Linked DNA regions of Mus musculus: all the other regions are linked to region 1. A link is a contact called in public Hi-C, HiChIP or PLAC-seq and promoter capture Hi-C data. All regions are on one chromosome and are shown on one strand. Each heading gives the region's core, a stretch centred on a gene start, on an enhancer-like site or on the middle of the called end of the contact. The rest is flanking DNA. Distances are from core to core; before and after follow the strand shown. Region 1 holds the start of Evi5l (ecotropic viral integration site 5 like). Region 2 holds the start of Pnpla6 (patatin-like phospholipase domain containing 6). Region 3 holds the start of Shcbp1 (Shc SH2-domain binding protein 1). Region 4 holds the start of Arhgef18 (rho/rac guanine nucleotide exchange factor (GEF) 18). Region 5 holds the start of Pex11g (peroxisomal biogenesis factor 11 gamma). Region 6 overlaps Pnpla6 (patatin-like phospholipase domain containing 6). Region 7 holds the start of Zfp358 (zinc finger protein 358).

What was found. Promoter capture Hi-C pulls out the DNA fragments that hold promoters and counts their contacts. A called contact is a pair of places that touch in the nucleus more often than the background predicts. HiChIP or PLAC-seq counts read pairs in DNA pulled down with a chosen protein or histone mark. Capture Hi-C pulls out chosen DNA fragments and counts their contacts.
Region 2: a contact with region 1 is called in a promoter capture Hi-C map of liver, with 3 times the contacts expected there. The contact joins the promoter of Pnpla6 here to the promoter of Evi5l in region 1. A contact is called at or near these places in 6 of 39 promoter capture datasets (the HPC-7 cell line, embryonic stem cells, hippocampal neurons and 2 more), 7 of 484 Hi-C or Micro-C datasets (CD4 T cells, CD8 T cells, double positive thymocytes and 3 more), 6 of 115 datasets of contacts at active chromatin or transcription factors (astrocytes, embryonic stem cells, stem cell-derived neural progenitor cells and 1 more) and 3 of 9 other capture datasets (adipose tissue, liver and macrophages).
Region 3: a contact with region 1 is called in a promoter capture Hi-C map of adipose tissue, with 5 times the contacts expected there. The contact joins the promoter of Shcbp1 here to the promoter of Evi5l in region 1. A contact is called at or near these places in 2 of 39 promoter capture datasets (embryonic stem cells and erythroid cells), 2 of 115 datasets of contacts at active chromatin or transcription factors (embryonic stem cells and pancreatic cancer cells) and 2 of 9 other capture datasets (adipose tissue and liver).
Region 4: a Hi-C map of CD4 T cells shows a contact between it and region 1, with 2.3 times the contacts expected there. The contact joins the promoter of Arhgef18 here to the promoter of Evi5l in region 1. A contact is called at or near these places in 1 of 484 Hi-C or Micro-C datasets (CD4 T cells) and 1 of 115 datasets of contacts at active chromatin or transcription factors (large pre-B cells).
Region 5: a contact with region 1 is called in a promoter capture Hi-C map of pre-B cells. The contact joins the promoter of Pex11g here to the promoter of Evi5l in region 1. A contact is called at or near these places in 8 of 39 promoter capture datasets (the HPC-7 cell line, embryonic stem cells, hippocampal neurons and 4 more) and 3 of 115 datasets of contacts at active chromatin or transcription factors (astrocytes, memory CD8 T cells and pancreatic cancer cells).
Region 6: a contact with region 1 is called in an H3K27ac HiChIP or PLAC-seq map of embryonic stem cells, with 2.9 times the contacts expected there. The contact joins the enhancer-like site here to the promoter of Evi5l in region 1. A contact is called at or near these places in 6 of 39 promoter capture datasets (the HPC-7 cell line, embryonic stem cells, hippocampal neurons and 3 more), 1 of 115 datasets of contacts at active chromatin or transcription factors (embryonic stem cells) and 3 of 9 other capture datasets (adipose tissue, embryonic stem cells and liver).
Region 7: a contact with region 1 is called in a promoter capture Hi-C map of pre-B cells, with 5 times the contacts expected there. The contact joins the promoter of Zfp358 here to the promoter of Evi5l in region 1. A contact is called at or near these places in 3 of 39 promoter capture datasets (embryonic stem cells, neutrophils and pre-B cells), 2 of 484 Hi-C or Micro-C datasets (CD8 T cells and muscle stem cells), 4 of 115 datasets of contacts at active chromatin or transcription factors (astrocytes, embryonic stem cells and stem cell-derived neural progenitor cells) and 3 of 9 other capture datasets (adipose tissue, liver and macrophages).

What each region holds. Positions count from the first base shown.
Region 1 is chr8:4,164,374-4,168,466 of GRCm38.p6, reverse strand. Evi5l (ecotropic viral integration site 5 like) reads right to left here and starts at 1,900. Exons shown (of 20, transcript NM_001346730.2): 1 at 1,704-1,900. The region is part of intron 4 of 4932443L11Rik (a long non-coding RNA gene); the gene reads left to right.
Region 2 is chr8:3,512,789-3,516,954 of GRCm38.p6, reverse strand. It overlaps Pnpla6 (patatin-like phospholipase domain containing 6), which reads right to left and starts at 1,544. Exons shown (of 35, transcript NM_001122818.3): 1 at 1,399-1,544; 2 at 387-445; 3 at 206-274. The coding sequence starts at 410. It overlaps Mcoln1 (mucolipin 1), which reads right to left. Exons shown (of 14, transcript NM_053177.1): 12 at 4,090-4,166; 13 at 2,042-2,172; 14 at 1,723-1,941. The coding sequence ends at 1,905.
Region 3 is chr8:4,777,825-4,781,609 of GRCm38.p6, reverse strand. Shcbp1 (Shc SH2-domain binding protein 1) reads left to right here and starts at 2,043. Exons shown (of 13, transcript NM_011369.3): 1 at 2,043-2,189. The coding sequence starts at 2,087. It also overlaps the pseudogene Gm6334.
Region 4 is chr8:3,350,579-3,354,710 of GRCm38.p6, reverse strand. Arhgef18 (rho/rac guanine nucleotide exchange factor (GEF) 18) reads right to left here and starts at 1,274. Exons shown (of 29, transcript NM_001370668.1): 1 at 981-1,274. The coding sequence starts at 984. It overlaps Gm30369 (a long non-coding RNA gene), which reads left to right. Exons shown (of 5, transcript XR_870091.2): 3 at 904-1,005.
Region 5 is chr8:3,466,201-3,470,352 of GRCm38.p6, reverse strand. Pex11g (peroxisomal biogenesis factor 11 gamma) reads left to right here and starts at 2,705. Exons shown (of 5, transcript NM_026951.3): 1 at 2,705-2,781. The coding sequence starts at 2,722. It also overlaps a transcript of Tex45 not described here.
Region 6 is chr8:3,533,595-3,537,769 of GRCm38.p6, reverse strand. Pnpla6 (patatin-like phospholipase domain containing 6) reads right to left here. Exons shown (of 35, transcript NM_001122818.3): 22 at 3,100-3,240; 23 at 2,875-2,938; 24 at 2,140-2,308; 25 at 1,768-1,950; 26 at 1,109-1,227; 27 at 751-907; 28 at 405-521; 29 at 250-319. Among named protein-coding and RNA genes, the nearest start is that of Pnpla6, 20 kb to the right of the region's middle. Within about 2 kb of position 1,504, at least 30 of the 459 cell types and tissues checked have an H3K27ac peak or open chromatin away from gene starts, as enhancers often do. A contact at or near this core is called in embryonic stem cells and neutrophils, where this site is marked.
Region 7 is chr8:3,491,731-3,495,920 of GRCm38.p6, reverse strand. It overlaps Zfp358 (zinc finger protein 358), which reads right to left and starts at 2,783. Exons shown (of 2, transcript NM_080461.2): 1 at 2,612-2,783; 2 at 1-539. The coding sequence starts at 501.

The sequences.
Region 1 (4,093 bases), core at 651-3,150:
GATGTGGGGAGTCTGGCTTAATGACAGATTGGCTGGGAGTGGTGTATATGGGAGTGGGGGTGTCAAGCAGAGGGGGTTGTCAATCAGAGCACTCATCCTTTCACACACACCCCCCCTGTCTTCTTCACATTTTAACCCTTCTGAAAATATTCCTTAAAGAGGTGCTTGCTTTTGGCAGGTCTGACCCAGTCTGAGCAGATCCCACATGCTAGGAGGAAGCTGTTTTATTTTGACCAAACATTGGTGGTGGGTAAAAGAACTCACAGGGCTCTCAGAAACTGGCCTTGATGAGCACCTTAGATGGCAGCACTGTCTATATCATCTGAGGCCAACAGATGCCATAGGCTCAAGGATGCTGGTCCTACCAGTCTGGTCAGACTTTAGGATTGGGGCCAGGAGCCGCTGGAAGATCTCACTCCCCATGGTATGTATAGGGAGGTGCCATTGATTTGGAGATGGGCACTGGTTCCTTTTGGGACACTGGTGTAGGAAAGAATGTCCTTCCTATTAAAAAGGATAAGAAAGAGAGAGGGGGGGGAGAGATTTGTGGTAGGTAGATCTTAGGCCCTGACACGCCCTGGAGTCCCAACTCAAAGAGAATGGGGTGGAAGGGACAGGCTAGGTGCTGGGGACAGAGCTTGCCACCTCACAATCTTCTGTCTTTTGTCTGAGTTAGGAGGTCTGTTGAGGGTACTGGGCTCAAGAAGGTGTATAGAAGTTCTCATGTGTGTGTGTGTGTGTGTGTGTGTGTGTGTGAGAGAGAGAGAGAGAGAGAGAGAGAGAGATGGGGGGGGGAGAGCACTCATGGGCCTGGGTCTGGGTTGGGCCCTTAGGTTCCTGTATATTTAGGGGTATCTAAATGACCCCACTCTGTATCAGAAAGATGGATGGGGAGGGTGTGTCTATGGGGGATGGGATTCAGCACTATCTTTTGGTCTTTTGGGAAGTCCTGAGTGTTCATTTCTTCAGGAAGATGCCATCTAGATGGCTCAAGATCAGCAACAGTGTATAGTCTTCTCAGAAGACTAGAAGTGATGTTTTTTTTGTTTTTGTTTTTATTGGAGCCCTTGAGCAGGAGGGGTGCCAAGTGAGCAGGCTGAGCTGATGTCTCTGGATTCAGTTGGGAATCTTTCCGTTTAAGAGGTGAGGCATGGGTTTCTGTGGAGTCAGAAAGAAAGAGTATAGGGCTCTGATCTTGGTCTCCTTGGAGAGGATGAGGGTGTAGGCCAGACACAGAAGACAGGAAGCCAAGTGGGAGGTTTAGGGGGATGTAAAGGCAAGAGATGTGCAGATGGGAGGGGTCCTGGGACTCGGGGTGGTGGTGGTGGTGGTTGTGGATTGGAAAGGAGACGCTCATGGTGTGTGTGTGTGGGGGGGGGCAGGTCTGCAGACTGGGGGATGGGGAAGCCCTGGACAGATTCTAACAGAGGAGTCTTGGGAAAGATGTACAGAGGTCCTGAGCCTGTGGGGGACGTCGCGAAGAGACACTGGGTCTTAGGAGCCCTGGGAGGGATCCTGAGGGGATCGGGAAGGAGGGTGGGCGGAGGCCGGAGTTCCAGGGTCCGGGACTGGGAATGCCAAGGCTCCCAGCGTGGATTCTGGAGGCGAGGCGACCCCAGGTCACGCTCCTGGTTTGGCTTCCCCGCGGGGCCCCGCAGCACTGACGCCCCCAAGGAGAAGAGGCCCGGTTCGGGCCGCCCTACCTGCGCCGAGAGCGCCTCCATCGCCGCGCCGAGCCTCGCTGTCCCTGCGCTGTGTCGTCCGATGCCCCGACCCACGGTCACGTCTGCTCGAGGGTCCCGCAAACCCCGCGGCCCGGCCCCTTTCAATCAGCCACCCCCGGGGACCGCGGCCGTCGCTGGCTCCGCCACTGCCATTTCACCCGCTGACAGGAGCCGCTGCCCCGCCCCCCGCCCCCCAGCCCAGTCAACCAATTCACCGCCCCCTTAGGCCTTTGGCTCCGCCCACTGTAGAAGAATGACATAAGACCTGACCAATCCATAGCCACCCCGTGAGGCGGACCCTGGCTACGGTTCTCTGAGGAGAGGAGCGAATTGAAATGAGAGAATCTGTGATGGACATCTAATTTTACCTATCAAAATAAGTAATAATATTGATCGACACCTAAACTACTAATAGTGATGGGCGAGAGGTGTGCCTCGGAAGGAAAGCTGAGGCCTTGAGCAACCCTTAGCTGAAAGCACTAAGCCCCGCCCAGAGCTGGAATTCTACCCAATCATGAGAGGTTCTGAGCCGTCCATTACTATCTGCTCTTCAAACCTCGTCCCTGGTAACTGTTGAGATGGGAGGGGTGTGCTGTGAAAGAGATCCTGACTTCTAAGCAGTCAGCGACACTGATGGAAGGCGGGCTCTTGTATTTGACCAATGGAGTCGTGAGACTGGGAATGAGGTTGGCGTCCTGGGCGGTAGGACTTAAGGCCATGGGCTGAATGAAATGGAGGAGTTAATGAGGAGGCGTGTCTCGGTGCAAGGATAGGCGGGACCAGACAAGGGCCGGGCTCCTGGCTTGGGTTTTAGATCGGGCGTATGCAGAAGGCCTCTCTTCAGAGCCAGCATCTCTGTGGTGGCCGGGTGGTTAGGTCAGGTCCTACCCTTGCTGGGTGAATCTGGCATCAAAACGCCGATTGCATCCTTCATTTGCCCCAACCATTATCTCTCCTGGGACGGGGCGGGGCGGGGCGGGGATGGGGTATAGAGCGGCGGAGGGGGTGTCAGGTCTCCTTTGGGTCCAGAGCCGCACACGTGAGAGCTGCTTTAAAGGCTTGAAGAATGAATGAATGAATGGGACCTTGGTTCTTTTGCCGACTCCCCCTTGTCCTCGTTTTTTTCCTCCTCCCCTTTCTCCTTCCACTTTGTTTTTATTTTTTTTTTATTTTAATTTTTGAGACAGAGTCTATTGTAGTCTTAGGATGACCTCAAAATTTTCTGTGTAGCAGAGGGTGACTTTGAACTCCAGATCCTCCCACTTTTCACCTTCCACTCACCACCTTGGCCAGATCCTAGATTCTTTTAATAAGTAAGTGAGGGCAGAGAGCATGTATGACCCATCATTGACAGCTACAAGACTTGAGAAGAGGATGACTCCAGGGTGTGGGTTATGGGCCTTGGACAGGGTGGGGCAAGGAAGGATGTGTCATAGAAGGAAAGCTGAGATCATAGGTTCAGCAGGGGGAGTGGTTCCCCTCTGGAGGAGACTGATGAGTAGTGGAGTACAGCCTGATTCACAAAAGGCTACAAAAAAGTTCAGCATGATGGCTGAAGATCGGGGGGGGGGGGGGGGGACACGAGGGGAAACAGAGGAGTCTATTCAGAATAGGGACTGTCAGGATTTCTAAGGTTTGAGATCTTAACCTTTTGTATAGTCAGGGCTTCTATTTGATACTAACAGTTGACAGTCACATGGATTTTTAAATTTTTAATTTTGTTTTTGTTTTTGTTTTGTTTTGTTTTGTTTTTTGAGACAGGGTTTCTCTGTATAGCCCTGGCTGTCCTGGAACTCACTCTGTAGACCAGGCTGTCCTGGAACTCAGAAATCTGCCTGCCTCTGCCTCCTGAGTGCTGGGATTAAAGGCAAGCGCCACCACGCCCGGCTTAAAATTTATGAGATAGGGTCTCACCACAGCTCAAGCTGGCTTCCAACTCGCAGCGCATTTGACTGGTGTCAAACTCAGAATTTTCCTACCTTAGTTTCCAGAGTGCATGGATGTGTATTATAGTGTTGATCTCATACACTCTCCCTCTTTTATCTATATTGCCCCATTAAAATTTTGAAACTGTTAAGAAAAACTAGACTATTACTAAATACTCAGGTGATTGAAAACCTCATTCCATCCACATTTCTGTATTCCTTTCCCTCATCTAAAAAAAAAAAAGAGAAGAAAAGAAAAGAAAAGGAAAGAAAAGTTCTTCTACAGCCCGTTTGTGTGCTGTGCTATTTAACAGCATCAAGTTGAAATCAACCTCCTGCGGAGGATGCAGCTCAGTTGGTAGAGTGCCTACCTAACTAACATGCACGAAGCCCCAGGTTTGATCCTAGCACGTTGGTAAAAAAAGATATAGTAGTAAACACCTG
Region 2 (4,166 bases), core at 295-2,794, 650 kb after region 1:
TCTGCAGAATGGGTCAATGCGGTTTCCTTCCCATCCCCCTACGTGGGGGGAGCAACTAAGCCTTCCGAGAGACTAGGTCTCCCGCTATGCATGCCGGGAAACGTAGTTTCACCTGCACATGCCTGGTTCTCGGAGAGAGAATCGCGTGGTGCACGGCAAGACCGCCGGGAGTTGTAGTCCGGTACAAAAATTCCCCAACTCTTACCATTCCGGTTTGCAGTGGGGCCTCCATCGATTGTTTCGGACTAGGTAGCAGGTCTTGTAGCCTGCAGTCCTGGAAATCGAGGAGCAAAAGGGACCAGAACAAGATGTCAATCAAGCCTACCCAGCAGCGCCTACAGGCTCCTTACCCCTAGCTCGTCTCACAAGCCACGCCCCCTAGATACCTTTGGCTGGAGTGACTCCTCCATTCGCCGGGGTTGGGGTGAGAGCGTCTAGAGGGGTACTGCTAGACAGAAGGATAGGGGCAAGTTGATTTCCCCGCCCAGATCAAGGGATGAGACCAGCCCCCAGCTCTTTGTCCTACTTCACTTATGCATAAGGCGGACCAGACTCCGTAACGTTTTCATCTGCACCCTGTGGCCAAAAGGGTAGCCGTCCTGGCACCCACAGTCAGCAGCTCGCTGGCAGGTGCCCTTAAGCCATGATCTCTTCTGGCAGTGGTTCCTTCCTTAGCCTGGCCTTCCGTATGTCTGACTACTCTTGATTAACCAACCCTTAGGCGAGACCCCTTCCTACACCCTGTAAAGACGCGATGTCTCACTCCAGAAGAAACCAGGACCTGTAAGCCAGGAGGCTGAGGGACAATTGGACTTTGGGCTCCTGACCCAAGCCTGGGCCCATCAAGGAAGCTGGGGCGTGCACTGGAAGCACTGCTGTGCAATCTATTGAAAAGGGGGCTCTAGGGCCATCGGAGTAAGATGAGCTCCCAAAGTGTTATAGGCTCGGGCTTGGAGATTTAACTGTCACGTAAAAGGAAAGTTACCGGGTCTCGCGGTGCGGAGCATCCCTGGGATTAGTGAAATGATGCAGGATGTGTAACCAGGGACGCCGGAATTGGGGGAGGGTAGGAGGAACGACGCACTGGAAAGTTACTGAGATCCGGAGATACACATAACTACTTAGGAGTCTAGGAGCTTCCAGGAAGATACCGGGGAAGGTAGGAACGCTACCGGGACTCTCCTGGGACGCTGGAGATCTTTCTGATGCCTTTAGACTATTATTAATGGGAATTTAGAAGGATCGCAGGGCCCTGAGATGTTACCTGGAAAATTGTTAGATTGACTACTTCCATTCCGTACTCCAGGTCGCATCTGACTACCGATGCGGAAACACCGGGACAAGGAACTTAGGAATGGGGGTGGGGTGGTATTGGAGCATCAAAAAGTCGGGACCTACCCGGAATCAGGACAAATCGATCCGGGGCAAAGCTGAAGCTCTCTAACAGTCCTCGAAGGGACACCTTTGCTCGGTCGATGGAAACTCGTACCATTCAGGAGCTGCAACCAGGTCCACCCAGCTTCGGCCAACACCCCTAGTTTTCTGCCCGCTGCCTCAGACGCGGCACCTTTAAATTATTCCGCTGCAGGACACGCCCCATCCCCGCCTCCCGCCATGCTTGGAAGGTCGCACTGCGCCAGCCATGCCTAGTGTGGCGGCCTCTTAAAGGAGCTGACGATTTATGAAAGGGCTGCCTCACCTGTTACAAATTAGACCACCGCATTTACATTCCCTTTTATTTAACAGCCGCCCTACATGCCCTCCCTTTCCCCTGTGTCCGATTCGATCAGCCCAAGCCCTCACAAGGCCTGTCAGACGCAGATCTTTTAAAGCAAATTCTAAAAATAAATAAGCTGGGGTCCCAGCAGTACATGGGGATAAAGTCTAGTGGCAATCATCTTGGATCAGTTCACCAGCAGCGAATGGTCCTCCGGGGAGTCCCTGGAAGAGAGAAATGGAAAAAAGAGGCACCCAGTCTCTCTGGCACACACTTCTTCCCCCAGCCTCTAATCAATCCACAACCCAGATCTGGGGCTCCAACCTTCCACAGCAGCAGAAAAGGCTACAAGCTGAGCCACTGCCACGACGGAACTTGCCAGATGTGGGGCTATCCTGGCACTGCTCGATGTAGGCCTGGAGCTCACTCTTCTCTGTGCCAGTACCTCCTGGGTGCTGGAAAGAGACGATTCCCCGAACTCAGCATGAAAGATGGTCCTGACCTCTAGTGCTCTTTAGGTCCGGCCAACTGGACATCCTGCTGTTGCTCTGATGTGACCACTCTGGGTCTCATTTCTGGACCTTTGCTTTGTGGCTTGCTTCACTGTAGAAATCTTCCCTATCCCCGGATGTGGCCGCAGGTCTCAGGCTCATTGGTTCAGTGCCTTCTGCTGCGGGCCAGAAGCCTAGACTGGTATTTAGTAACCCAGCATCTCAGCTGGAACAGTGTAAAAGAGTTAGTGGGCATAAGGCCTGAACTCCTGCATCCACGGGTCCTGCGTGATATCCAAGTGTTGCAGCGAGACTCAGTGTGGCTGCTTAGGGCCTGGGTGACAGTAATGTACCTGTGGTAGAGCTTCTATCCATGTGGGAAAGAGTGCACACATCCACTGCCAGTGCCTCAGAATGAGGCAGAGTCCCCGAACATTCTCCCTGTGACTTCCTGGCACCACTGCTATTTCTCCAGGTCCTTTCTGCCTCCCAGTCTTTGGATGTTCCTTTCTACAAGTATGCTCTTCCTCGGGCTCCCATCTCCTCAATCTAGAATTCTCAAGAGATGAAGGGAATGTCCCAAGCAGCCACCTAGCTGCACTGACTTTTGGATAGTTATGTATATTTGCCTTGTGTGTGTGTGCATGTGTATGTGTGTGGTGTCTTATAGGGTACAAAGAAGAAGTAGCATTCCTGCAGGCTGTAGTTTCCTAGATGAGAGCACAGAGGACTGTGGGGTAGCAGGGAGGCAGAATTTACCCAGCAAACATCTTGTAAGGAGTCTGGGGGGCTGGGTATCAAGGAGAATCAAGTGGTCATTGTCTATCTAGTGATAGTGAGGAATATGAATGGTCTGTGTATGGACAGCAAGTAGCAATAGGTATAGAGGAAACATGGAGGGTTGTACAGGGGGACCCTGTTGTCCCTGCTGTAGTTGGGTATTAGGGTGGTCTTGAAAAAGCCCCTAAGCTGAATGTGTGTCTCAGCTGGTAGAGTGACTGCATAGTATGCAGGAAGTCCTGATTGCTACCCCCAGGACCACATACAATGGAGGTGATAGTATGCATCTATCTATAAGCCCAGCTCTCAGGTGGTGGACACTGGGCAGACGTTCAAGCTCACTCTCAAAGGAAAGATCTTAACAGACATGTGAGAAGGTTCAGAGGGGAAATAAAAGTTTTGCCATCAAACCTGATGACTCCACATGGTGGACGAAGAGAGCTGATTTCCACAAGTCGTCTCTAATTTCCAAACACACTGTGCTGTGCACAACCTCCTCTCACCCCTAAATAAGTAAATGGTTTTTAATAAAAGATGGTATGAGAGAGGGAGGAAGCCAGTGAGATGGTGTGGCAGGTAAAGGCACTTGCTGCAAAGCTGGTAACTTGTGTTCAGATCTATGATCCATACAGTGAAGGAGGAGAACCAATTCCTGTGGTTTGTCCTCTGATACATGTAACATGCATGCACACGCACACACACACACACACACACACACAGAGGGGGGGCACATACACACACACACACACACACACAGAGAGAGAGAGAGAGAGAGAGAGAGAGAAAATACTGGCACATTTTTGTACCCATGAGGGACCATGGGAGCCCGTCCCTTCCTGCCCATCCAACTGAATCCAGTTATGGTACATCCTAGGCTACTCTTCCAGGATGACTCAAACAACCCCAACTACTCCAAACCCAGTTCCTGGCCACTCTTCCTTTGGACTTTATATAGCTTCTGAGTCTTACCTGTTCCAACTATTGTGAAGCCAGGACAACTTTGTGAAGCCAGGCGACTCTTGGAACTCAGGGCTGAAAATGTTCAGGGGAGGGGAAGGGGAAGCCAGGACTCCCAGGGAGGAGATGGTAGAGATGGCTGACCTTGATGGTGTCATAGGCGCCGGTGATGAGTGCAATGAAGAGGCTCAGCACCATGTAGATGAAGAGGCTGATGAAGG
Region 3 (3,785 bases), core at 794-3,293, 610 kb before region 1:
GAGTAGCACAACTTCCCAGAACATTGGACTAGACTAGTCTACAAAAGACTAAAAGTTTGATTCTGGAAATTCTTTTTTTTTTTTTCTGTTACTGAAAATAGACTTTTTTTCATACAACATACCTCAAGAAGTGACATCGAGGATGAGAAAGAATTAAGTTAAGGTGCTACTGAGATACCTGTGGCAAGCTGGTAAAGATGGCAATCTACAGAGCAAAACGAGGTGATACAAAAGAAACTTTGTCTCATGGGAGCCACTGGGAAGGGGCTGGGAGACTAGGGGGGAAAAAAACATAACTCTCTAGAATCTGGTTCACCTCAGGCCTCAATTAGTCACCTCAAACACCGACATCTTGATGACTAACAGCCAGCCACCAGAGCAAGAGGACATGGAAAAGCTATTGAATTAGCTTGGAGAAGTTATTCAACTTTTTCATGAGGTCTGTACCTCATTGTGAAATGAGTAGACCGTACTGCTACGTCTTATCTCATTGGAATATTTTTTAAGAAAACATGCTTTTTCAGTACATAGCAAGGAGCAGATTACTGGGGGATAGCAAGACTAATTCCTGAAGACTGATAAAATATTTATGTATTAATTTACATATGTTTTGTGATACATGCATGTTCATGTGAGTGTGTGGACATAAGTGTAGATAACAGATGATTAGGTCTGGTGTCTTTTTCTATGGCTCCCCACCTTATTTTTTGAGATAAGTTCTCTCACTGAACCTGAACTTTGCCAATTTGGATAGACTTGCTGACCAATAAGATCCAGGGTGGTCCTGTCTCCAAACCATCCCTCTTCCAGCACTGGGATTACAAATGGTTACTATCATATCTAGTTTTTTATGTGGGTCTGGGGACCAAACACGTCCTCATGCTTGTCTAGCAAATATCCCATCAGTTGAAACATTTTTCCAGCTCCATAGAATGATTTTTGAAATTTAAATAAGATATTGTAGGTAAAACTTGCTGGCAGTATTTTGTATAGTAAATAATAGCTATTAACGTTAGTTACAGTTTAATTTATTAAAAGTTAATCAAATAGCATACTAAATATAACTTTTTGAGACGTTTTACCATATCACCCTTACTGAACTGGAATTTGATTTGTAGACCAATCTGGCCTGGAACTCCTAGAGACCTACCTCCTGTCTCTGTCTCTGCTTCTGACTCTAGAGTAGTAGAATTAAAGGCATATGCCACCACAGCCTATCTAAATATAATTTAACATTACTTGAAACTACCCAGTGTCTGGTTCCTGATGGTGACAGTGACAGAGCTGCTTATACCAACATTCTAATATTGCTTCATCTGTAGCCAGCTCCTGAGTCATGAAGGGATTTACACACACACACACACACACACACACACACACACACACACACGTAATAGCATTCACTAGCAGTGGCTAAAACACATACATGTTTTTGTTTGTTTGTTTGTTTGTTTGTTTGCTTTTGTGTTGTTTGTAATGATCTACTGTAATTGACAACCACACTGATTAAGCCAATTAAAACTTTTACGTCCTTTTTATTGGAGATCAAACTTGAGCCCCTAAAAACTTACTTGTTGACAAAGCTCAAGGATATATAGTTTTAAAGGTAAACCAAAGTAAAGTGGGTGTTAGAGTAATCTTGAAGCATTTATTATTAGCAGAAAATAGTAGTTATTTTAGACATAACTTGCTAATTATTTCGTTTAATACCTCTGACCATGGCCAAGGCTCTGGAAATCTTAAAGGTGTTGCCAAGGTCAACTGACCTAAAAACTCTTTAAGCAAACATAGAGTCAATCAAGATGGCATATCTTAATCATTTCACTTTCATTATCTTTTCTACTATGCTCAACATCCAAGTTTGCCTTGCTGATTTTTGAGAAAGCATTCCAAATTACATCAACATTCAACTTCCTTTTGTTACTGGGAAGAACTTGATCGAGAACAGTCCGCCAATCCCACAGGTGGCGCTGAAGGACTATCAGAGCAGTTACTGAAAGCTGAAGATGCTCCTCTAGTCGAGTACTGACGCTAGAGATGTCGTCATCGCGTTCTGGTTTGTGACAGCCGCCCGCGTAAATTTGAAATGGCTGATGATTTGCGGGCTGGTGGAGTTCTGGAACCTATAGCTATGGTTCCACCGAGACCTGACTTGGCGGCGGAGAAGGAACCGGCGTCCTGGAAGGAAGGTGAGCACCTCAACCCGAGTCGGAGAGCTGTTTTCGTGGTTGCCGGCCGGGCCTGGCCACCCTAAGGACGCGATTACCTGGGTGGGGAGTTCTGTGCTGGGTCTGGCCCCGCTCTCACGACTTCGGAGTCGGGAGATACTGTGGCCAATTTAGGCTCTCTATCCTCCTGACTCAGCTTCCGGAGAAGAGAAGGGGTTGGATCTGGGTGGACATTCCCCAGACGGAAGGGACTCAGGGGGCTTTGTATTCATTTATTTCATGAGCCAAGTTTTTGTTTGTTTGATTGATTGATTGATTGATTGATTGATTTGTTTTTAACCTACATCTAAGGGATCATGTGCTACGCTTCTCCTTTTTAAAAACAACCTTGAACTCTCATCCTATGCACTGGGGACAGATGACAGCAGAGCTGAGTTTGGATAGAATCCAGAAATAGAATTGACCCAGCTTTTCTTTTCTTTTCTTTTTTCTTTTTTTCCAACACAAACCACCAGCATTTATTTCCTGGGCCTAAGTATCAGTCTTTTGGTAAAAAGGGCAAAGAATTGGTCAGTTAGTTTTGAATCCAAATCCTTTCCCCAAACTGGATCTGTGAGGCGCCATGAGGAAACTTAGAGCTGCATAGATCATCAGAACTGAGCTTAAACCCGCTTTCAAAACAAAACCAAAACCCAAAACCAAAGCAGAAGAAAAGTGATTGTCAGCTTCTCTCTCTCTCTCTCTCTCTCTCTCTCTCTCTCTCTCTCTCTCTCTCTCTCTCTCTCTCTCTCTCTGAAAAAGTTATGTTTTTTTAAAAATGTAAAAGAAGCTTTAAAAAAGGGCTAGGAAGATCTTCCTGACAGACAGGCTGGCTGGAGGGTGAGTGGTGACAGGACAGTCCCTGTCCAGGTGGCAGCTGCTCACCTAGGGGCAGGGCCTGGCTCAAGCCCCGCCTAGCTGAATAAATAATATCTCGTGGTGCTGGTTGTCTTCAGAGTGTACCTGAGCACCGTGGGGAGGTGGGGAAGAGTGGAGCCTGCGGTGTGGGTGGAGGACTTGGCTGGAGTGGGGGCCACAGAGGATTCCATGAGGCTCTCAGTCGGCCTGGCTGGCCAGGGCTCCAGTCCGGGAGGTACAGCAGGTCTCTTCCAGCCTTGGGACCACAGGCAGACTCAGGACGAGGTGTTCGCATCACTGCTCTCAGGCTGGCTGCTGGCTTCCTTGTCTGGGGTACTTCCCTCTGCCTGTGCTTCTCCCTCAAGTGCGAGCTCGCCCATGTCTCCAGCGAGCTTCCGCATGCTCACGGCCTCCGAGTCTCCCTGGATGTCAGGGACTGCATTCCGATGGCCTGTCCGGTCGCAGGAGATGAAGTCCGAGTAAGAGGACTCGACTTCCATCATGCCTGTCGCATCGCTCCTCAGGCCTGACCAAGGGACAACCAAGAAACATGGGTGCTAATACTGCCTTGAATGTGGCCGTGGGATTTTCAAAGCTCACAGCAGAAGTCCAGGTGGTCTCTCTCTGACTGTATAGCAAGTCTAGTCTAATTCCGTTTTCCTGCCTGCATCTCTTCAGGTTTTTCACTCTTGATTAGCCAGTGCAGAAGGTCTGCCGCCT
Region 4 (4,132 bases), core at 25-2,524, 810 kb after region 1:
GGCTCCAGGGGTCGCCTTCCTACACCCGAGAGTGCACAAAGTCAACAGAAACTGAGGAAACTGTAGTCTTGGGTGTGCCTGGTACAAACCACAGCCTGCCTCCTCACCTCACTCCATTCCGGCAGTTGTTGTGGGAGGTTCCTCAAACTGGGCCACAAAGGGAGCCACCAGTGACTCCCCAGGGTTAAGGGCCTACAGCTGGAGGGCTATTGAGCAGAGGGTGGTCCCCATTTGGAAGACCTGGAAAGATCGGCTTTTCAGCAGATGTCAGCCTTAAAATTTTGCTTTGCAGACAGGATTCTCCAAGTCTGTGTCAGGCAAGGCTGAACAAAACCCCAGAGCCAATGCTTTGAAAGGTGAAGAGGTCAAGCTGCAGTGTGGTGGTATGCGTGCATACCTGTTACCCCAGAACTGGGGAGGCACAAGTAGGAATGCTGGGAGTTGGAGGCAAGCCTGGACTGCATGGTGAGACCCAGATTCAAAAGCAAAACAAAACAGAACAAGGCAAAACACGGACACCTGCTGAAAAGGCGCTTAGACTTCCTCCCTCATCCCTGGCCCCCTACTCCTCCGTCCCCACACAGGCTTTGCTTACAAAAGGTTCCTTCAGACTCCATCATAGGTCTCCTCTAGACCAGGTGGCCTCTGAACTCCCTATGTAGCTGAGGATAACCTAAACCTCTAATCCTCCTGCCTCCATCTCCCAAGTGATGCTTGACAGCGTACAACACCCAGCTTTGACTTATGCAGTGCTGGGGATGAAACCCAGGACTTTGCCCATGCTAAGCAAGCACCCTATCAATTGAGCTATCTCCCCAGCACCCTCCAGGGTCATTTTAGGATTCCTGATCTCTGCAGTGCAAACAGCTGCCCCACTCTCTTACTGTTGTGTCCCGGCTATAGGAGTCAATCTCCTGCCTCACAGACTCTCAGACGTGCAGATCCCGAAGTGCCCACCACTCTTCAAGATAGTCACTCACCCATGAGTTCCCGATTCTTGCTCAGGTAGGTAACTGGCTTTGTTAACAGCTCTTGCAGCTCCCATGTCACACAACCAGGGTTTCAAGGGACACATGAGCCAGGCTAACCACAGAGTGGCTCAACTCTGCCCAGTTTCCTCTTTCTAAGCCACCGGCTTTTTATGGTTGTCTTCATCAATATTGAGCAGCAGGCAGCAGGGGTCAGCAAGGAGAGGAGAAAACAAATGGAGGTGGGTTATGAGGATCTGGGAGTCCACCCTCAGCCTGTACCTGCCGTAGGCGTCACGGGGAAGTAAAGTAAAGAATGTAAAGCCTCCCACGAGGGGAGGGGAGGGGAGGCAGCAGCACTGAACCCCCACCCGGCAGCTTCCTGTGGCGCCAACTGCTGAAGAGGAACGGGGTGTGAGGGCCTCACCCTAACACTCGGGCACACAAACAGAGACACATGGGACATGCAAGTCACATGTCTCTAGACAGACACACGCTGGAACACACATGGGGACAGACACATATGTGGGTGTGTGGACCCATGGAAACATGTGGAGCTGAACGCTGGGTTTGTAAATGTCTACCAGCGATCATTCTGCTTGGTATCTGTCTGTTTTCCCGGTGTAAATACTGCCACTACCGCTAACTCCACTTCTTCAACTAACGCACTGTTACCAGAGCTGTTAAGGTTAGAGCTTGAGTCCTGGCAGTCTCCTAACAAACCAGATTCAGCGACTCATTCTAAGAAAGTCAGTCGAGGAAATGGCTCAAAGGGTCAAGTGCTTGCTGTGCAAGCAAGTGGAATTGATTTTAGTTCCCCACCCCCACCTGACTAAATAAAGTCAGGGTGTGGTAAGGCCACCTGTGAGAACTCCAGTACTGAGCTGGCAGATAGGAGAATCCCAGGGAAGGGCAGGCTACCCAGTCTGATCCAGTGTTCCAGGTTCAGTGAGAGACATTGTCTCAAAAATAAGTGCATGTGGTGGTGCACGCCTTCAATCCCACTGGGCAGGCAGAGACAGGCGCACCTCTGAATCTGAGGCCAGCCCAGTCTTCAGAGGAAGTCTAGGCAACCAGGGCAAACAACAGTGAGAAGTAGAAAAAATGTATCTATTCAGGGTTGCTGCACCTGTAAGAGGACCAAACGGCCCCCTGCTCCTCCCACCTCTCCCCTCCAAGTCCATCCTTAGAGACCTGGTATTAGATGTAGGTTTAAATAGAAGGCAAGAGGTATGCGCAGGGCTGGAGAGATGGCTCAGTGGTTAGGAGTGCTTGCTAGTCTTCTAGAGGACCTGAGTTCAGTTCCCAACACCTACACTGGGTGGCTCATAACTGCTTAATTTCTGCTATAGAAGGTCCTGTGCCCCTTCTGACCTCTATAGGCACCCAACACAATTGCATGCACACACACGCACATATCCACACACAGACAAACACACATACCCCAGACAGTTGCACACACAAGCACATATTCATATACAGACAAACGCACATACCCACAGCCACCTGCATATATACATTCATATATATACACACACAAACAAATACACATACAGGTACACGCACACATATGCACACATGTGCACACACACATACACACTTAATAATAGGAATGAATATAGACTATCTTCACTCCTACCAGGATGGGTACACCAGTACCTGAAAAGGTGAGCAGAAGAAGGGTTTAAACTTGGCTCCACACTGGAACTGAGTGAGTGGTCTCTTAGCATGAAACTCTTGTGAGTTCTCAAATGTGGCCCTCTGGGAAACAGTAATGTACAAATAGCAGCATTCACACATGCAGAGATTCCTGGGTGGATACATTGGTCTTTGCACAGACATGAGAAGCTGAGCACAGTTACACACATGCTGTGTAGAATAGTAGTGTCTATACGCGCAGAAAGCTCTGAGTAGACACACATTATACTCTGGGCTCTGCACATATATGTGGAACTGTATGCACAGGTGAACACACATAGAGTATAGACAGTGAGGCCATGCCGTGGCACACAGGATGCACCACAAGCAAGAGCAACAGAAGAAAGTGTGTTTTGGCTTACAGTTCCAGAGGGCTAGTGTAGGCAGCCGGGCGCCTAAAAGATGGCGCCGGCCTCCGGTACACCGTCGCCATAAACAACGCCACTGCGCAGGCGATAGCCCGAATCTGGCGCCAACCCCTCCCGAGCAGGTGCATACAAATCAAAGTGCCGGCAGACTGACCAATCCCAGGAGGACACATAGCTCTCCCCAGTGCTGGGGTGTATATAAGCAGTCCTTCCTGGGTTTCCGGAGTTCCCGTAGCAAGGTGTTCCTGAAATAAAGAAGGCTGTTGAGAAGAATCCGACTGTGTTGCGTTTTTCTTGCTGGACGAGGTGAGTGCAACAGGCTAGATGTACTTTAATGCCAGGAAGGCAAGGAAGCAGGGGTTGGAAGCTGAGAGATCACATCTTTATTTACCACCAAGAAGCAGAGTGCAAATTGGAAGGGCAGTGAAGCTACATACTCTCAAGACTTATCCCTAGTGGCAGTCTTTCTCCAGCAATGCTGTACCCCAAAAGTTCTATAACCTCTCCAAACAGTACCACCAACTGGGGACCAAATGTTCAAATACACAAGCCTATGGGTGGTGTTTCCTATTCAAACCACCCCAAAGGAGACGGAGACCTCCGAGACACATGTTTACACAGCGCCAATCTGGAGACACAAGAGCATCTCACACAAACACTCAACCACATCTAGCCTCTCAGACTCGCCAGACCCCTGCAGACTTCTCCGGCTTGTCTTGGCTCCCAGGAGTGGATCATTAATCTTCTGGAATGTTGGGCCTGTGTTATGGCTAAGTGGATAAAGGAGCCTGCTTACCTCAATTTGATTCCTGATCCCAGGTTAGTAGAAGGAGAGAAATGACTGCTGCAAGTTGTCCTCTGACCTCTACAGGTGTACTGTGCAATGCAGAGCCACACACACGGACATTGAATAAATAAAAATGTAATGAGATAAAAGAATTCAGGACAGTTGAAAGCTGGTGGTTAAATGCATCATGCGTTGTGTGTGAGTGTCGATGTGCAAGCAGGTGTGTGTGTGTGTCTGTGTTGGTGGAGGTTGGAGGAACCTTGGGTGTCGTTGGAGGAACCCTGAGTGTCATTGGAGGAATCTTGGGTGTC
Region 5 (4,152 bases), core at 1,456-3,955, 700 kb after region 1:
TGGTTTTGTTTTGTTATTTCAAGACAGGGTTTCTCTGTATAGCCCTGGAACTCACTCTGTAGACCAGGCTGGCCTTGAACTCAGAAATCCACCTACAGAAGTGCTGGGATTAAAGGCATGTGCCACCACACCTGGAAACAGTTTTTATTTTAAAGTTTTATTTATTTTATTCATATGAGTACACTGTAGCTGTCTTCAGACACACCAGATGGGGGTATTGCATTCTATTACAGATGGTTGTGAGCCACCATGTGGTTGCTGGGATTTGAACTCAGGGCCTCTGGAAGAGCAGTCTGTACTCTTAACCGCTGAGCCATCTCTCCAGCCCTTCCTTCACCTTTTAAAGCAGTGGTTCTCAACCTGTAGGTAGTGACTCCCACAGGGCTCCCATATCAGATATCCTGAATATTGGATATTTACATTATAATTTATAACAGCAAAATTACACTTACGAAGTAGCAAAGAAATAATGTTATGGTTGGAGTTACCACAGCATGAGGAACTGTATTAAAGGGTTGCAGTATTAGAAGGGCTGAGAACCACTCTTCTAGAAACAAACAAGGGCTGAAGAGACGGCCAAGGAATTAATTAAGCACATATGTCTCCTCCAGAGGACCAAAGTTCGTCCAGCTCATAGCAGTCTGTAACTCTAGCTCTGGGGGATTCAATGCTTGTGCCCTCTGAGGCCACCCATACACTTGGTCTTGAGAGCATATGCTCACATGAGCACACAGCACCTGCATGTGCATACATGCACACACACATAAACACACAAAGAGCAGATGGGGAGAGGACACTGTCTGAATAGCTAGGCTGCCTACCAGCTGAGCTTTACGAATGCAGCTCTCTCAATCATCCTCCAGTCTGGGGTGGCTTTCTAGAGATTTTTTGCGTTACCCTGCTCCCTTAAGCAGCCTCAATAAACTCACTGCTTCACCATATCAGACCTGAGTGAAATAATTTGACCTGAGTGAAATAATTTCTTTGCTTGATTCTGGGTCTTTTCTTTTTCCTTTCCTTTCTTTCTTTTTCCCTCTTTTTAAAAAAATTATTTATTGTTATACACTATATATATATATAATATATGTTATACACACATATATTATATATATAATAAATAATATATACATATTATTTATTGTTATACACTATATATATTATATATATATGTTATACACACACACACACACACACACACACACACATATATATATGGCTCAGTGGTTAAGAGCATCGACTGCTCTTCTGAAGCCCCTGAGTTCAAATCCCAGCAACCACATGATGGCTCACAACCATTCATAGTGAGATCTGATGCCCCCTTCTGGTGCATCTGAAGACAGCTACAGTGTACTTATAATAATAAATAAATCTTTTTAAAAAAAAATACTGTTCTGGGGTCTGTGAATGTGGCTCAGTATAGAACATTAGCTTACCATGCAGAGAGCTCTGGGTTCCATCCCAGCACCACACAAACCAGACTTGGTGGCACACACCTGTCATGCCAGCACTTCTGAGGTTGAGGCAGGAGGACCAGGAGGAGTCCAAGGCCAGTCTTGGCTACAAATTAATTCAGTTGGAGCCCAGCTTGGACTACATAAGATCTTGTTTCAAAACAAATACTCAAAATACTTGTGTCTTCACTCCTCCAAACACAACAAAAAAACAAAACAAAACAAAGCAAAACAAAACAAAACACAGCTGGTTAAGGTGAATTCTCTGGGTGCCCTGCTCAGGTAGATATGGATCAAACACCTTTAGCGATCAACTTTTGTCCTTCCTGGAAGGAAGAGTGGAAGAGAACTTTGACTATTTTGTAGTTGTTTTTACACACACGCGCATGTGCACCACACCATAACTGTGGAGGTTAGAGGACAGCTAGCACCAGAGTGGGTTCTTACTTTCAACTATGCCAGTCCCAAGGATGGAACTCATGTCTTCAGGCTTGACCTACATGCGCCTCTACCAACTGTGCCATCCTGCTGGCCCAGAGCTCCCTATGTAGATCTGGCTAGCCTGGAACTCACGGAGAACCTCTGCCCCCTGAATGCTGGGATTAAAGGTACTTGTTCCCTGCCGAGCTCATTTTTCTTCTAAAGGTGCCTTTTAGCCAGGTAACTAATGATATCTAATATAACATATCTAATGATGTCTTGGAGCCTTGTGCCACATGCCTATCATCCAGCATTTGGGAGACTAAATAAGGAGTGTAAGGCCAGTTTGAGCACATGGTGAGTTCAAAGATAGCGTGAACTAAATGAAATCCTCAAAAAAAAAAAAAAAAAAAAAGAAAGAAATCTAATCACCCCTCAAAGAAAGTGAAAATCAAGATGCCTTGTGAGAGTACACCAGTCACAGATGCTCAGAACAGACAAACTGATAAAGCAGGTACATGAAGCCCACAAGTGAAGCTTTTGATTGTCCCCACTCCCCGCTCCCCCCCCCCCCCGCCCGTAGGCAATGAATTAATTTTTGAAACATTTTGCTTGCGGAGTTGCCTAAGCAGCGGTGGAGCGAATTTCAACAGGCTTAGAAGGTCATTCTGGGTGTCCGTGGGCAGGGAGGACAGACGTGGCAGTAATACATTTGCAAACTGGGTTCGGGCTAGCACGCCTACAAGGTAGCAGTACTCGGACAAAGGGCAGGCAGTTGCGCCTGCGCGGACCTTCGGACCTTTCCAAAGGAGTTTGACCCCGCCCTGGGTGACGTCACGACCGAGTTGCCATGGCTCTGCTGAACCGTCTGGCTTCCGCGCTGGAGTCCCACCGGGTCCGGGACCGCCTGGTGAGAGGAAGTCTGGGGCCTTGGCGGGACCGGAGTGACCTGGAGTTTGGTCAGGTCTCAGAGATGAGGAAAACAGGCCAGAGAGGGGGTCCTAAAGGGACCGGTGTCTTACATGACAGCAGGCTGTCGGCAGGCTGGTGTCTTACCTGAGAACTTCCTACCTCAGCCTCCCGAATTGCTGGGATTACAGGTGTGTGCCATCACACACAGCTTGAAACTAATCATTTCTGATAAGCAAGTGAAATAATAAAAGATCTGGGACTGTAGCCCACTGCATTCCTAGCATAGACGAAACCTTTAGGTCCTTCCTCAGCACCGCACAAACCAGATATATTGGCACAAGCCAGTGATCTCGGCACTTCTAATGGAAAGATCAGGAGTTCAAGGCCAGCCTGGGCTACAGGATACCCTGTCTCAAAACAAAAGAAACAAAGATACAAGGGCGGTGAGCCTGCTAAATTTCCGTGTTCTAAGTGTCTTACTGAATGGCCCCTCTCTAAAGTCTTCCAAGCAAATGGCTATTTTGCCACCTAGACTGCTTTTTCAGTCCTGCTAAAGGCAGAGCTAGGCGGAAGAGCCTTATGCCCCTGCCTGTGGGCAAAGGAGAGCCCAGGAGGTGGGAAATAGTTTTGTTTTCTGTCATTTCAACCATTGGTGAGCAAGCTAGCACTCTAATGGGACTCCCCATGGCAACTCTTCCCCCCCTCCCCTTCCCCTCTCCTCTCTTCCCCTCTTCTTTCTTTGTTGAAACAGGACCTTGTTATGAAGTTCTGGTTGCCTATAACTTACCTTGTAGTCCAGGCTGACCCTGAACTTTCTTGTCCTTATGCCTCAGCTCCCCAAATACTGGCTGGGATGACAGGTGTGCCTCACCACACCCGGCTATGTGGCACTTTTTGGATTTTGATGTCAAGCTCTCCTCTTAACTTCTGCCTTGCCTGGGATGTTGGCTCAATTGGTAGAGTGCTTGTGCATTGTGCACGATTTGGTCTCAGTCTCAAGTACACCAGATGCTTGTACACCTCTCATTCCAGAGTTTGGGAGGTGGAAACAGGAGGATCAGGAATTCTAATCATGACCACGGTGTCTGGTTAGCCTGGGCTACGGAGACCCCGTCTCAAATTAACAAATTAGAATAATGTTACATCTTTTAAAAAAGGAAGAGAGAACGAAAGAAGCTTTCAGTTTTAGCCAGATTAAGTGCCCCATGCTTGTTATTACAGCCTTGCGGATGCTGAGGCAGGGGCATGGCAGTGACTTGCTGGGCTATGCAGTGAGTGAGGTGAACGTGAGACCCAGCCTCAGCAACCAAAAGAAAGAAACAAAAGATAAAAACCTTTCAGATTGGGTTGGCAGTTTGATGACTCTTAG
Region 6 (4,175 bases), core at 255-2,754, 630 kb after region 1:
AGCCTGTGGGGGATGGCGGGAGGGGGTGAGGTGTCCGACAAGCCTCCCGGCTCCCCACCCCCAGAGAGCGGACATACCTGGGGCCTTCGGGACATTAGTGGGTGATGGTTAGTGATCGGTGGACGGGCCCAGGTGGACGGTCACTTGTGTTAACAACGTCCCAGATGCTCAGCTGCCCCTCCCCTTACAACCCATCCCCACACAGCCGGCCAACAAGGTTGTAGCAGGGCTTGGCAGGATGGCACCCACCATCTTTGTGGACGCGCATGGCAGAGGCAGTGATGTCTGTGGTCACATTGAAGTAAGGCAGCCACAGGTCCTGGGAAGGGGTGAGAACCAAAGTGGAAGATGGTGGAAAACCCCGGGGAAGAGGCAGCAGGGCCAGGGGTAGGGGACGGACATACCTCAATCTGCTTATCCTGGAAGACACGGTGGATACTTCTGTTAAAGGCTGAGCCAGTAAACATGGAGGTGACAGGATATGTGAGGTCCAATACAGGCTCCAGTACAGAAGTCATGCTCTAGGAATCAAATGGTCAAAAGCAGTTGCTTAGTCACAGAGAGATCGTGGCTCCAGGAATATCCACATACACACAGGGCTGGAGAGTGTCAGTCAATACAATGATTGCTCTAGTCCAAAGTCCCAGTGCCCTACCCATACTACCGGATCAGGCTATGGCATCTTCACACATCCCCCTGCGTTTCTTGGGCCCTGCAACCCCATCTCCTCACACCCCCCACAAAACACACCTTGGCCCACTCCCGGGCTCGTTGTTTAGTTCGGCTGGCGCTGCGTTCCTCGGCATACAAGGCCCCAATGAAGGAACCTATGGATGTGCCTCCCACAAGGTCGACTGGGACTCCTGCCTCCTCTAATGCCTTCAGCACCCCAATATGCGAGCAGCCTCTGTAGAATAGAGGGGAGTCGGTGACAAGCTGGGGATCTCTGGGGACCTACCCCCAGGAATTCTCTTCTCACTTCCCCTCCTGAAAAAAAAAAACACACTAACCAGGCTGTGGGGGTGTCTCCCGGGTAATAAGCTCCACCCCTTACACATCCTTAGGACACAGTAAGGAAGCTGTGTCTTCTACTTAGCCTGTCTCTTACCTGGCTCCGCCCCCACCCAGCACCAGAGCAATAGTGTTTCCTGTGAGTACTCGTGCCAAGCGGGAGAAGTCGCTGTGACGGTCTGCACGCCTGGAGAAAACCTTCTCATACAGCTCATGCTGGGATCCAGGAGAGAATAAAGATGTGTTAGACTGAGGTAACAAAGAACAAGTCTAGGGGACCACTCAGGCACATACTCATCTTTGCTACCTACCCCTCACCTCCACTCCCGCAATTGGTTCAGGCTCTGTCTCAGCTCTCTGGTCCTGCCCAAGCCCTGGTCCTGCCCGACTGTGGGGCATGCTGTACCCCTAAACTACAACCTTTGGCAGATGTACCAAATGCCACTCAAGGTGGAAGAGGGCGTGACACCAAGCCACGCCCACAGGCAAAGGGGTGTGTCCCCAAACTGGAACAGGAAGCAGCAGAGGCGTGCCACTCAGGGCCTTTCTTCAAGCCACGCCCAAGCCTCGGTCCCAGATGGAAGAACAGTTATTCTCTGGCCCCAACCCCCACTGGAGGAGAGTATCCCTCAAATTATACACCTAAGCATTAGGTGTGTTTCCTAAGGCTCTTCTTCATATTACACCCAAACCCGACCCCTGAGGTAGAAGACAGATTGTTCCCCTGGGTTCCTTTTTTAGGTTCCCACCCCTTACAAGTTTCGCTGGGCTGCGCCGTGAGAAGAGGCGGCGAGGACAGCGCAGGTGCAGGTGCCCTGAGCACCAGCTGCGCATGTTGAGCCACTCTACAGTGCGCGTGGGACCAGGGCCTTCCTCCCGGTGCAGCAAAACCAGTTGCTTCAAGGCACGGACAGCAGTGTTCTCTAACATTTGCTCCAGCTATGGAAGACAGAGACAGGTGGAGGTCATTGATACCTTCTCTACCCACACCCGGCAAAGCTCAGCTCCCTCACAGAACAGCAGCATGAGTGTACATGGCCTTCCACAGGCACGGAAGGACAAGGGATGAGATCCTGAGGGGAAGACTGAGGTGTATGTGTGGGTAATCAGTGCATACAGTCTCCAGACCTGGCCAACAGTGGGTTCCTGGTCCCCCAGGCCCACAATGAGGATGCAGTCGGCCTGGCGCAGACAACGGACGGTCCAAGGCGTCAGGGATGTGTCAGTTTGGTAGAGCACAATGCGATGGGCATCTTCCTGCTGGGCCAACCACCCTGACAGCCGGAATTCTTGAATGCTGAGATATAATGAGGGAGGGTCATCCTGGAGCCGGCCTGGAGTCCCACAACCTCTCCCAATATAGAGATAGTGCAATTCTACTGCTGGGAATATTTAGATAATTCCAGGTCCCAACAATTAAAATGCACGCCAAGGCAGGGAGTGGGGTTGAAATGGGGACTCAGGTGTTGCAAAGGCATATATATATATGTATATATATATATTTATTTTCACATATATTTGTTTTGCATTACTTTGCCACATGAAATCAACAATGTTAATGCTCAAGAACCACATAAGCAAGTTACAAAGAAAAAAAAAAACCCAAACAATTTTTTTAAAATCCTCATAATATTTTAAGTTTGCTTTGAGCCACAGTATCTCACAACTATAAGAGCTGCATATGGCCCCTGGGTTTCCAATTTGACACCCCTGCTACCAAAAGGGATTTGCCCCACATCGTCTCCCTATTGATCCGACAGGCAAGACTCCTCGATTCAGAAGCCTAGTTCTCCAGCCCAATCTGAAAGAATGTCCAACACAGGCCTTCTGCCCTTCCAGCCCCACTCCCCAACCCCCACACACCTATCCAGTGCTGAAGCCCCCAGGAGTGCCCGGATGACGTCACTGTTAAGGAGGAGCGTGGGACCTAGTGGGGTTGAGGAATGGAAGTTAGACAGAGCGCTTGTCACCCATCCCCACGGCTTAGGCTCCGTTTCCCTCGCACCCACCACCCACTCACCCACCACTTAGTACGGGTGACTGGAGTATAGACACACCGTTCCACTGAACAGATTCCCTATCGCTCACCAATAGCTTGCAGAGCATGCTGCAGTTCCAGAGTAAAGGCCATCATGGGCACCTCAGCACACACAGGGAGGATAGCTACAGTAGACAGATTGCTGGCTGGGTTGGTCAGTTCCGAGTGCTGCGGAACACTGAGCCCGGAGCCTGTTGAGACACCAATCAGGGATCGGCTGAGCAACTCTGTGTTCAGAGAGGTATCTTCCTTCTCCCCACCACCTCCTCTTCTACCTATCTCCCTTTCCCCCTCCTCTTCTTCCCCCACTTCTCCTCACCCCCCCCCACTTCCTTTTCATTCCCCTCTATCCCTGCCTTTTGTCATCCTCCCCCCCAGATCCTCACTATTCTTTTTTTTTTTTTAAGATTTATTTATTTATTATATGTAAGTATACTGTAGCTGTCTTCAGACACACCAGAAGAGGGAGTCAGATCTCGTTACGGATGGTTGTGAGCCACCATGTGGTTGCTGGGATTTGAACTCAGGACCTTCGGAAGAGCAGTCAGGTGCTCTTACCTGCTGAACCATCTCACCAGCCCGATCCTCACTATTCTAAGCTATGATAACACCATACAGAGGCCATGGGTGTAGTGCCCCACATACAATTCCATCCTTGGGTGTTTCTTGTTAAGACATGGCCAGCACCCTTTACTCTGGGCCTTAATCTCAGTGAGACCCATTACACAACTTTGTTGCAGTTCTTTTCTGATATGTGGTCTCACATGGCTGGGAATGACCTTGAAATCCTGCCTCCTGCATCCAACCTCTAAGGGCTGAGATAACAGATGTGTGCTACTATACCCAGCTACCCACCATGCAATGTTAGAACCATTCAAATCCACTGTGCCTACGCAGAGCACATCCCATCCTGACTCAGGCTACTATGTCCCAACACCGACTAAGACAAGAATATACTTGTGACTTTTCAGTTTCTCAGCTACCAGCCTAGATGGAGTTGTCATTTCCATCTCTTGCCAAGGCCTCACTTCAGACTTCAGACTTTACTTGCTGGTTGGTTCGTCTCTCCCATATTGAGTTCACCTTAGTTGAGTTCACCTTAGTGAACTCAAACACTTCCCAAGGC
Region 7 (4,190 bases), core at 1,534-4,033, 670 kb after region 1:
AGAGCTGCGACGGAAGGCTCGCCCACAATCAGGACAAGAGAACGGACGAGGTGGACTGGCAGGGGCAGGAAGCACCGCTGGACTGGTGGCCAAGATTTCGGGGGTGGCAGTGAGGCCAGAAGGAAGGGAATCCACATCTGGAGCAGCAGGGCTGGGGGTGTCATTGCTTGGGTCGAGAACTAGTGGCACCGGGCCAATCACGTCAGGATCAGGATCGAGGTCGAAACTCGAAGACATGGGATCCAGATCTTGGGAATCCAAGTCTGGCTTCCCCAAGATGGATCGTGGAGCTTCGTCTGCTTCAGGGTCCAGATCTTCTAAGCTGGCGTCTCCATCTTCTGAGACAGTGTTGAGGTCTTCTGGCTCTGGCTCAGGGCTTTCAGAAATAGGATCAGGATCTTTGGGACTGGAGTCCAGGTCTTCTGGGTCTGAGTGAAGGTCTCCATAAAGGGGCCTAAGATTCTTATGGCCCGGATTCCTAACCAGAACTGAGCGCCTCATCCTGAAAGTAGAACTGCTTGCAGCTTCTGGAACAGGACCTGCAGTATGAGGACAGGAGGTTGGTGGAGGGAGGTTCTTGGGGAGAGAGGACTGGCCATGCCACACCAAAGTCCCTGGTGAACATATACAGTTCTTGTTCTTGACTTTAACCACAGGAAGAGTCCTAACCGGTGTCCCAGCTAGGATTTGGAAGAGAAGGATCCTAGTGCTGGGACTCTCACTTTTCACCTCAAACCTGGATGGGGGCCATCTTGGGATCTTGTTCTTTTTTTTGAACAGGGGCTTGCATAGCTCCAGCTGTCTCTCAACTCGTAATCAAGGAGGATGTTAAACTACTTATACTCCTGCCTCAACCTCCTGTGCGGAAGTACAGGGAGTGCACAAGCATATTCAGCTTATGTGGTACTGGTTTCCTGAATGGTAGATGAGCACTCCACCCTCTGAGCGGCATCCCAGACCCCCATCCCGAGCTCTATGTAGTACGTGGACTTGGGTGTTATGGAAGGCGGTTCTCAGATCTGATACCCTAAATCTGGGGGAAAGGGTGTTGTGGTTCTTTTTTCATGAGGTCATGGTCTGAATTCTTGCCCCACCCTGCAAACTGGTAGATCTGGGGGTCCCTGATAAAGAGGGGAATGTGTGTGACTTGTCTTACCGAAGTAGAATGGGTAGTGGTAAGGATGGGAAGTTAAGGATACCTAGTAGTCCTTCTCTGTCACGGTGAAAACTGCAGGGCTCCTTGTTTGCTTCCAGGAAAGAATTCTAGACCTCTCTAGAATTCTAGCTTGAGTGAGATATGTTCTGTCTTAAACCAGAGGACAGGGAGTGGAAACCTGAGCTAGCAGTGGTGGCACACATCTGTTATCCCAGCATCTTTTGAGGATGAGGCTGGCAGATCTGATCAGCCTGGGCTACAAAATAATAACGTTTTTCAAAACTAAGGAGGGGTGCATACATGGCCCCCTTCTGGGGAAAGGGGCAGAAGGATCACTAAGAACTCCACAGCCAGAGGGTGGAGAGAGCAGTTAATATAGCAATTTTCCAATTGGCTTATAAGATTGTGGATTTTAACCCCTTGGTGAAGAGCCGGTGATAACTATAGCTTGGGGGGGGGCCTCTGGGGGGTTACAGAGAGAACTGGGGGGTGGGGCACAGAGGGCTGAGGAGGAATGTCTTCAAGGGAAGGGAGTTCCTGAACCACACACTCCTTGATTAGGGTATGAAGACTGTTTTAGGGAAAGAGGCAGATGTGGAGAAAGAGTAACACCTCTCTACCTTGGGGCTAAGTGAACTCTTTGTTGGGCTGGGCTCCAGGGGACTAGGGAGACCTACCTGACCCCAACCTCACAGTCAGGAGATAGTACACAGAGGGGCGCTGAGTTTCCCCCAACAGTTTCTCTACCTAGGCCCAACTGCTGGAGATTAGTGGGCAGTACCCCGGGGTCTCCGCCCAGATTTCTGGAGACAAGGTATTTTTAGATTGCCTTCGAAGGAAGCAGCCTCATGAACTCCCATCTTGAATGGAAACTCACATCTGTCTCGTAGATGTGCAGAGGGCAGGTGCACCCCGATCATCTCTTGGGAAAATGAGCTTCCAGAGCTCTACATCCTAAGACTGAATGTGGAAGATAACAATAACTGGGATTTTTCTTGGGATTCTTGAGGTAACACGACACCTCCCTTCTGAACACACACACACTATGGAGTATAAAGTCCCACATAGGAAGAACAATGCCCCAAGCTTCTCTTGGTTTCCAGAAAAAAAGAACCCCCTTCTGAAACAAGGAGGTGTTCTGTTCTGTGGGTTCCGAGCTAGCGGGCGCCTCCACCCATCCGGATCTCAGATTCACTGTAGATTAGGGGGTGGTCCCGCCGTTGGCCGGATAAACGTACTAGGCCTGAGCTCCTCCGGACCCCCTTCCCACCGCGTCCGCCACCTTGACCCCCCAAGTAGAGCGCTGGCACCATGTACTCTGCAAGGGGTGCGTAGAGATAGCCTGGGGCCGCGCCCCGCACCCTGCTCTTAGTGTTGAGGGGTCTCCTCCCAACCACCTCCCCCTTTTGTCCAGCCTTCCCCAATCCAGCCCGATCCGCTTTCGGGGTCACTCACCCGATGCCCCTCGCCCCTGCCCGGCCTGGCTGCACTCGCGCTGGCCAGCCGGTGTCTCCCCGCCCCAGGCTTGCAGGAAACCCCACCGATCGCCAGACCCGCTGGCGGCCCCCTCGGCCCAGCGGCCCCGCCAGGCACTCCCGGGGAGCGAGAGGGGCCGGCCGAGGGCCGCTGCGGGAGCTGCTGGGACTTGTAGTTCGCTCGAGCCCTCCGCGGCCGGCGCCATCGCTGCCCCCGCGCCGCCCCACCCCACCCCCCCGCCCCCGGGCCAAGCCTTTGTCCCGACCAGGGCCACCCGAGCTGGCGCGCGTCCAGTCTTTGTTTGCGCCCTACCAACCCGCGCCACCCTAACCCTCCATGCACCCATGTGACTTTTCGGGCCCCTTCTCCGACCCCCGATCTTGACTCTCCATCTGTATCTCTGTCTCCATCTGTCCATCTTTCTTCCATTCTGTCCCCTCCTCTCCATCTCTTTCATTATCTTCTTTAAAAAATGGATTCAGTGCCTATGCATGCCGTGTTGCGCATGGGGAAATCAGTAGATAAGTTCCAGGAGTCCGTTCTCTCCTTATTCCATCCCAGGGATAGAACCAGGGTCTGCAGGCTTGGCCGTGCACTTTTACATGCTGAACTATCTCTCCAGTCCTCCTTTTTTCCCCATTCTCCTTCTCTACCGTAATTTATTTTTTCCTCTTTTAATTTCTTTGCCTCTGGCCCAGTCATTTTCTCTGCCTCTGCCTTTTGTCTCTGCCTACCTTTGTCTTGCCTTCTTTTTCATTTCTCTATCTTGTTTCAAACACCAGCTATCATGATACTCAAATTATATAAGCAAGAGGCCGGGGGAGGGTGTGCTTTGAGAAGGCCTGCAATTTAAATATGCACTTGTCTTTTCTTCATCTAGTATTATCTCAGAAAGTTTAGGGCTGTCAAAATGGCTCAGTGGGTGATGGTTTGTGGTAAGACAGGTGGTTAGAGAGGTGACCCAGTCGGTAAACTGCTTGTTGCAGAAGCTGAAGACCTGGCTTGAGATCTCTGTCACCTATGTGGAAGGACAGATTCAGTGGTGGGTATCTAGAATCCTAGCTTTGAGGTGGCTGAGGCAAGAAGACCCAAGGGCTCACTGGCCAGCCAGTCTAGCTGAATCAGTGAGCTCCCAGGGTCATTGTGAGACTGTGTCTCAAAAAGTAAGGTTGGAGGGACAACCAAGTGGCTTAGTGGGTAAAGGTGCTTGGTGAAAGGCCAAGGACCCGAGTCTGATTCCTTAGGACCAACATGGGTGGAAAGATCAAACTATTTTCTAACCTCCACATGGAAGATATACACACACCACTACATAAATAAATGCAATTTTAAAAAATTAAAATAAGGTGGGACCCATTGAGGAAGACACCTGAAGTCAATCTCTCTAGTCCACATATATGTGTAAGTACAAGTTCTCCCCCTCCCCTGTCTCTATCACACAAGTGCACACACACAGAGTTTTTGTTGATAGTAGAATCTTTCACTAATTTTAGGTAACCTTTTGCCCTCTGATCCTTCCATTTTCTCAGCTTCCTATTCAAATGACAGGTGACACCAG